Linked DNA regions of Rattus norvegicus: regions 2 and 3 are each linked to region 1. The links are chromatin contacts, called in public Hi-C and HiChIP or PLAC-seq maps. All regions are on one chromosome and are shown on one strand. The core of a region is the stretch at or near the end of the contact, and the rest is flanking DNA. Distances in the headings are between cores, read along the strand shown.

What was found. Hi-C and Micro-C count contacts between places; a contact is called where the count stands out from the background. HiChIP or PLAC-seq counts read pairs in DNA pulled down with a chosen protein or histone mark.
Region 2: a Hi-C map of Schwann cells shows a contact between it and region 1, with 4 times the contacts expected there. The contact joins two enhancer-like sites. A contact is called at or near these places in 5 of 12 Hi-C or Micro-C datasets (Schwann cells, frontal cortex, hepatocytes and 2 more) and 1 of 1 datasets of contacts at active chromatin or transcription factors (oligodendrocytes).
Region 3: an H3K27ac HiChIP or PLAC-seq map of oligodendrocytes shows a contact between it and region 1, with 2.1 times the contacts expected there. The contact joins two enhancer-like sites. A contact is called at or near these places in 1 of 12 Hi-C or Micro-C datasets (mammary epithelial cells) and 1 of 1 datasets of contacts at active chromatin or transcription factors (oligodendrocytes).

What each region holds. Positions count from the first base shown.
Region 1 is chr14:78,276,478-78,279,000 of GRCr8, reverse strand. It overlaps LOC103693769 (a long non-coding RNA gene), which reads right to left. Exons shown (of 2, transcript XR_595849.4): 2 at 1-1,982. Among named protein-coding and RNA genes, the nearest start is that of Bloc1s4, 10 kb to the right of the region's middle. Within about 2 kb of position 1,265, at least 49 of the 93 cell types and tissues checked have an H3K27ac peak or open chromatin away from gene starts, as enhancers often do. A contact at or near this core is called in Schwann cells, where this site is marked.
Region 2 is chr14:78,448,947-78,451,469 of GRCr8, reverse strand. All of the region lies in intron 4 of Tbc1d14 (TBC1 domain family, member 14), which reads right to left. Among named protein-coding and RNA genes, the nearest start is that of Tbc1d14, 53 kb to the right of the region's middle. Within about 2 kb of position 1,264, at least 16 of the 93 cell types and tissues checked have an H3K27ac peak or open chromatin away from gene starts, as enhancers often do. A contact at or near this core is called in Schwann cells, where this site is marked.
Region 3 is chr14:78,404,667-78,407,189 of GRCr8, reverse strand. The region is part of intron 2 of Tbc1d14 (TBC1 domain family, member 14); the gene reads right to left. Among named protein-coding and RNA genes, the nearest start is that of Tbc1d14, 8.6 kb to the right of the region's middle. Within about 2 kb of position 1,264, at least 5 of the 93 cell types and tissues checked have an H3K27ac peak or open chromatin away from gene starts, as enhancers often do.

The DNA of each region.
Region 1 (2,523 bases), core at 16-2,515:
TGCCTAAGGTTCTGACCGAACCAGCCTAAGAATGAACCTCTATAGGTAGCAGGTCCTTTGTTTACTCTACAAGAAATGGTCACTAGGTGGGTACCCTGAGCTGCTATTACTGAATACCAAGGACAGAGGATGGGCAAGCCAGGACAGGCCAGGTCTAGCCCAAGCCCTTTGTAATGAGAATAGGTAGAATTACTGTCTCCATGGAGATGGGCAGGGCAAGAGCTGGACAGAGGGGAGAGGGAGAGTAGTGGAGAATGTAGATGGGGCTGTCCACCCCAGGAGGCACTTCCGTTGAGGCAGCCTCCTTGCATGCAGGCTGGCAGAGTTCCAGGCCCAGTGAGTAGCAGGCACAGGGATTCTGAGGTCCTGCACACCACCCTGACGTGGTTGCTCAGACCTCACTCGTGGTACAGTGTTGTGTCAGGCCTAGGATTGGCATCAGCTCCAGAAATCTGCCCTGCCTCTGACCTGATTGTATGGTTAAAAACCCATTATAGGCAAGGATTCCTGCTGCATGGGGACTCGATCTCATTCCTGTTCCTGTCTCTGATCTCATCAGTTAAGCAATTGGTCACTGAGTGGTTAGTCTTGGTCAGATTAACTTCTGACAGGTGGCCAGTTGTGGCCATGGCTTTCTCTGAGCCTGGTATTATACTAGACCCTGGGGAAGTGGACCTCTATAGGTCCTTCTTCTTCTCTTGAGGCCTTCTTCTTGCAGAAATGTCCTACCTTTGATACTGTGATTTGATATTGTGGTTTACAAATGTGTCAAACTGCAATGGTGGCTCTCCTGGATGCAAACAGCCCCAGGGCTCAGGTTGGGCACACATAGGAGAGCCTAGAGATAAAACAGAAAATACACATAGGGAAAACCAACAGGGCAAGATGACAGAGTGAGAGGCCTTCAGCTGTGAATGCCCACTAAGCAGGAAACAGGGCAACTTCAGCTTAGTCTTGAAGAAGGATGAGGTTGTCCCATAAGGGACAGACGGTCCTTCGCAAAGGCCCTGAACCTTTAGTGTATTGGAGCTCAGTGAGAAGCCTGCTTTCTCTGCTTGTTGAAAATGCCTTTTGCCTGTAACCAATTGACCCTAATTTGAAGGGGTTGCCAACAGAGAGGTGGCTCCATCTCTGGCCACACACAGTGCTTATGTCTTCCTGGAAACCAGCTCTGTGCAGCTGGCACGGCCTCCTCCCCAGGCAGGCTCTGAGCAGCGGGCTGCTGTGTGGTAAGGAGAACAAGGCTACATTATGAGAGTTTCACAGGCTGGCTATGGACAAACAGAAGGCCTGAGTGTGCCCAGGGACAGCAGCCTGCTTAGAATAGATCACTGAGCTTGGCTGGGGTGGGGGGAGGGAGATGGGGGGGAGGAGCAGGAGAGTAGCCAACAAGAACCAGGTCTTTATGAAGGGGAGGCAGCTTGGCATGAACAGAGAGTGTGCACACCTGCCATCTATCTGCAGCCGTTGACAGGCCTCTGGCTCTGGGTGGCACCACAGGCACGCACACATGTAGCATGCAAACTTTACAGGTAGACTGCTGGGTGACGCAGCTCCCAGCTTCCTCCCTGCTGCCTCCCACTCCAGGACACAGACAAACAAAACCAGTGGGTATTGAGAGCAGCCCGGGAGGTTCTGTGCACAGCTCGTGAAGTGGGCAGCTCCTCCATGAGCCTCGGAGGTGGGCTTTGGCAGACCCTCTGACAGAGTTGCTGCTGATCGGAGAACATCGGTCACGTGGTCAATTTCATAGCTGATAAGTGACAGATGAGTCACGGAGCCTACCTAGACCTGCTTGAGCGCAGGCCTGGTCCACACTGTGATGTGCGTGGTCCGCTTCTCTCTCTGAAGTATGGCTGTGTTCTTTATCACTTTGGCTACGGAGACAATCACTGAAGGTCGCGCCGCCAAAGAGCTGTGTATGAAGATTCCAGCGTTCAGAGGGGATGGCTAGCCTCCCTCTGTGTTGGAGGTCTACTGGGCTGGAAAAGCGGAGCTTTGATCAGTCCTCACTGCAATGACCAGGATGTCCACCAGGGGTCTCACCTCCCCCAGCTTCTCCCTATTGCCCTTCCTAGGAGCTGGTTGGGGCTTCCTCAGAGAGCACAGTCCTCTAGCATCTCCACGGACTGTGAAGAGGGACTAGCAGTAGCTGGTCATTAAAACTGACCCAGGGGGCTGGGGATTTAGCTCAGTGGTAGAGCGCTTACCTAGGAAGCGCAAGGCCCTGGGTTCGGTCCCCAGCTCCGAAAAAAAGAACCAAAAAAAAAAAAAAAAAAAAAAAAAAAAAAAAAACCAAAAAAAACCTGACCCAGTTTCAGCTATACAGGAAGAGGACAGTGAGAGAAAGGACCTCTTAGCCCAGCACAGGGTGGGGCTCAGCATGCCCTCAGGAGACTTTGAACTCATAGATTCTCCCTCATTGTTTCCAGAGGAGGAAACAGAGGTCCAGGGAGCTGAACCTCTTAAGACCTCGTTGCTGAGCAACGCTACACCACACTGACCCTTGGTGGCCATAGGTAG
Region 2 (2,523 bases), core at 15-2,514, 170 kb before region 1:
TGTAACCCCAGCCTCAGAGGTTCTATTACATCTTGGACACCTCCTTGGGCACCAGGCACAGATGTGATACACATACATACAGACAGGCAAAATACATATAAAATGCATACAAATACACAGAAAATAACAACAATTTTTTTAAGAACAGAGGGAAAACAACACAAAGGAGAGTTTCTGCCTATCTCTTTTTTTTTTTCTTTTCTTTTTTTTCTTTTTTTTTTTTTCTTTTTTTTTCTTTCTTTTTTTTTTTTTTCGGAGCTGGGGACCGAACCCAGGGCCTTGTGCTTGCTAGGCAAGCGCTCTACACTGAGCTAAATCCCCAACCCCTGCCTATCTCTTAAGTATTGGACCCACTCTTTCCCCACAAACCCCCTATTGCTGCTCTCTTTGGGTTTGGTCTGCCTCTGTTCAGGCTAAAAATGTCAGAAGGGGAAAATCCATGAATTCAGTTTCAGTCCAGCAGCACTGTGAATCAGTCTTCTTGTGCAGCCCCACTACCACATGCCCTCCCGCACCAGCCAGCGGACGCTCTGCGCACTCGGTCCACAGACACTCTTCCTGGGCACGACGAGGTGCCATATGCTCACTCTGCTTACCTAGAACTGGGCCTGTTCCAAATACTTCTCTTCTAAAATCTTTACATTGTGTGTGTGTGTGTGTGTGTGTGTGTGTGTGTGTGTGTGTGTGTGTGCACGCGTGCCTGTGCACATGTGCAGGCACGTACCATAGCTCCCAAGTAGACGTCAGAGGCCAACTTGTAGGAGTTGCTTCTCTCCTTCCAACATGTATGTCCAGGGGTTAGAATTCAGACTTAGTAAGTAGAGTTGATGAAATGAAGGCTGCATTCATTTCTTAGTGTTTTAAACTTTGTAGATTTTCAGCTACCTCTGTTGACCAAACATATCCTTCCTGTAATGTGTGATCTTTTGTATCCCAGACCTCTCAGAAACCAGAGTTCAGGAGAATGAATGTCATTCTAAGCTGCCCTGGATTTACCACTTTCTGGGGTTTTCTAACATCTAAAAACTGACTTGATTCTGTGAAACCATCCGAGATGTTCCTGGGAAAACAAAGCTAACAACAGACCTGGAAGCCTATGGTTGCCGGAACCAGCAGCTGCCTCACCGAGAACCAGCAGCGAGCGCTTCCGCTTTCTGCTCTGCCTCACTCCCAGAGAACCGTGCTGATTCCTTAACAGACAGCAGTAGGGTGCACAGAACAAGACACCCCAGCTTATTCACTATTGACAAGGGACAGGACCGTCCTTCTGAAGTGCTATCACCGCCCCTGCTGAGTGGCCACAGCCCTGTCACTCAGGCCCAGTGGGCGGAGAGCTGAGGGCAGCACTTCACTCTCCAGCTACAGAGCGCATGCTGCTGAGTGAACTCCTGGCCCTGCGTGGAGCCGGCCACAGGGATGACCACCTTCCTCCCAGCAGCCAACGATCTCACTGCACAGCCATCATCCTTAGTATTATCTCCAGTTACTAGAACATGGCTCTGGGTCCCCCAAACCCAGGTTTACTTCAGTGAGCTGGAGATAACGAAGCCTGCAGACTTGCGCTTCTTACATACAGGTAACAAAGACATACCTCATCTCACTTCAAGAATCACGGCTTTAGTTTTATTCTTCAGTGAGCTGGAGATAACGAAGCCTGCAGACTTGCGCTTCTTACATACAGGTAACAAAGACATACCTCATCTCACTTCAAGAATCACGGCTTTAGTTTTATTCTCTATCCTGGGTCATTTTTCATTCCCATAAACAAGTGTCTCTAAAGTCATCATGTAAGCTGATGAAAAAGCAAGACAATTTTCAAGGTTTTTATGAAATTTGAGAAAAAAAAAGAGTAACATTTTAACATCCCTCTTCTCTTCCCCCCAAACCCCCACATGCGTCCAAAGAAACTGAAGTCTCTAAGGCAAAGCCAAGAAATGTGACTCAGATTGAATGAGGTCAGGTGACCTGGGCAAAGCACAGAGAGTTACTTTCATGACAACGTAGCCTATTTATTAGCTGGAAATCACAACAGCATCCCTTGACCAACTCTGGGCAAAATATACCACATACACTAACTATGTCTTATGTTAGAGCAATACTGTATTCTAACGCCCAGTCCACACCTGAGGAGACCCAAAAAAGACAACTGCTCCAAGGCCACACAAGCGCAAGGAATCCAGCTCATGACTGGTGTGCACGCCTTCCCTCTGCTCTACCACAAAGTCGGCAGCCGCATCAGCACACACGCTCTCACGCACCTGGTGCCTGGGACACCACCTAATGCAGCACAGTGCGCACTGTGTGCTGGTGCACAGCATGTACCAACAATGCCTATGTGCGAAGGTCAAAACACAACTCACAGGAGTCAGTTCTCTCCTCCACTGTGTGAGTCTCATAGACTGCACGCGGGGAATTAGACTTGGCAGCAAATGTTCTCTCTCCCCCCCCCCCACATAGTTCCTTCACCTCACCCCCCCCCCATCAAGACAGAGTTTCTTTGTGTAGGCCTGGCTGTCCTGGAAT
Region 3 (2,523 bases), core at 15-2,514, 130 kb before region 1:
TAGGGAGGAAGAGCACACTGCCAGGGGAGGGACAAAATGCAGGGTAAATGGTGATTAGTCACCACTTTCCGGACCAGAGACAAACACACAAGATATGAAACAGGCATATGAGGAAGGCTGTTTTTAACACATAGCAAGACCACGTAAGTTTCATGTGTTCTGCAGGAAGCAAAGAGGAAACTGCCTGAGGTTTTGGAACAGCCCAAATCCATCCCATAGGGCTGTTCTTTGTGTAAGACAAGTAACAAAGAGAGCCAAGTTCTACTAATAATGTAGACAGGGCTATGTGAGACAGTCTAATCCAGTCGCAACCACTTGATTTCCTCCTCCCCAAATCCATGGCCATAATCTTCACACACACACACACACACACACACACACACACACACACACACATCACACATCACACCATTCTGAAACACAGACCAAATGATTAGATTTGTCCTTAGGAAGTGAAATCCCCTCCCTGGTGGTTGCAGAAGGACAAATTGCCCTAGCTAGGACCATTCCTGGGGACTTTCCCCACCCCCAAAGGTTATGGGCCCAAGTATCCCTTCTTGACGCAGCTCCTCTCTGATGTTCCTGGGGAAAGGGCATTCCTGGCACCACCAGTAAAGGAATACTACTGTTTTCTCTCACCATCAAAGGACAGGACAGTACACTCACCTTAGCTGCCACGTCTCCCCTCAGCCCAGTTCTACCTGATTTCCAGGTCCTTATTTTAAGGGCAAAATACCCAAAGCTTGTTTCTACTCAGCCACGCCTGAGGGCACATACATCAGTCAGTACCAGGGGAGCAGGATTACTTGTAATATCTTCCACATGTATAGCTACCAGTTAATGCAGACCAGGCTTCTCTAAGCTGAACAGGCCCCACAAGTCTTCTGTATCTAACACCCACAACATCCTTGAGAAAGCCTCTTGGGGTGCCCCATGTTTAACAGTAAGGGTTCTGATGAGGTCTTCTGCTTCTTGAAGCAAAGTTCCACCAGGCTGCATCTCAGCCCAGAACACAGGGTGTTCAGGATAAACTTTAGCTCAGGACAGGCTACCAATGAGATCTAACACCAGAATTCCTTAGGTACATTCCGCTTGTGTGAATTCCCCTGTACTGCAGAGAGTGTCACAGGAAGTAACTGGGAGAGAGTCTCTCTTTTAGTGCTCTTTAAGTCTTTAAGTCTCTTTAAGTAGGAAGGTCAAAGGGACCAGGATAGTCCAAGAGCATTACACCAGTTCACAGGAGCGGCTACCTGCCAAGAGCACAGAGCCTGCTGGGTGCTCAACCTTCACACCCATCTACTTAGATAAGAGCCAGAAACCTCAGCTCCAGACAAAGAGCCAGGGCTAAGAAAGCAGCCATGCTGGGCTAACCTGGATCTCACTCAAAAGTAGGAGGCAGCCCACTGCTCACTCTTTGTACTGTCACTGTACAGAATGGAAGTCAATTATAAAAGTTCTTTCTTAGGTTATTCTTAGGGCAAAAACAGTCCTAAGACAATTACCTAAACTCATACATCCCTCTGGAAGGCGAATGGCAACTTACCTGAAGCTCTCACATTCTGGGTGAACTATTTCACCCGTATATTTCAGCATACCAGACTTCAAACTATTGAAGATCCTAAAGACTCCCTCGGGGCCCTAAAGACAGACACTTAACTTACAATTTAAAGGCCAGCAGGAGACCCTTTAAATTAAGGACAGAATATATGGAGTGTTCCTTTCTCTCCCAAATGTTTCAGTGACATTTAATGACTAAACAGGGAGGTGTGAAGTAGCGATGGATCAGGAAGATATGCAGACCACTTCACAAAGGCGACATAATTCTTTACTTCTTTGTTTGAGAGAAAGAGTCTCTTTCACTAAGTAGCCCTAGCTGGCCTGGAGCTCACTAACTGACAAAGATGGCCTCAAACTCACAGAGATCTGCCTGCCTCTGCTTCCAGAGCTCTGGGAGCAAAGGTGTGCTTAATTCTGAACAGAAGCGACCACTCTGAGCACTCACCACGTGCTGTACATGTGAGGGGCCATACAGCCCAGTCACAAGTGTGCTAAGTACACCGCAGACACTGAAATGTAAAGAAAGCAACTTGCGGGGCTGGGGATTTAGCTCAGTGGTAGAGCGCTTACCTAGGAAGCGCAAAGCCCTGGGTTCGGTCCTCAGCTCTGGGAAAAAAAAAAAAAAAAGAAAGCAACTTGCTCCAAGTTGCTCAAGGTATGGCGGGTGTGACATCAGAGCCCCACACAAGGCCTGCAGGAATACTTAAACCAAACACTTAACAATTTTTACTATTTCATATGGTAGATGCGAATAGAAATGAACATTATTATATCTGTATGAGTATTTTGCCTCCATGTATGTCTGTGTACTAGAGTACCTGGTGCCTGCTAAGGTCAGAAGAGAGCACCAGGTCCCCTGGAACTGCAGTTACACAGGTGGACTGCCATGTGGGTGTTAGGAATTGAACCTGGACCCTTTGGAAGAGCAAGTGCTCATAAATGCTGAGCCATCTCTCCAGCCCCGCA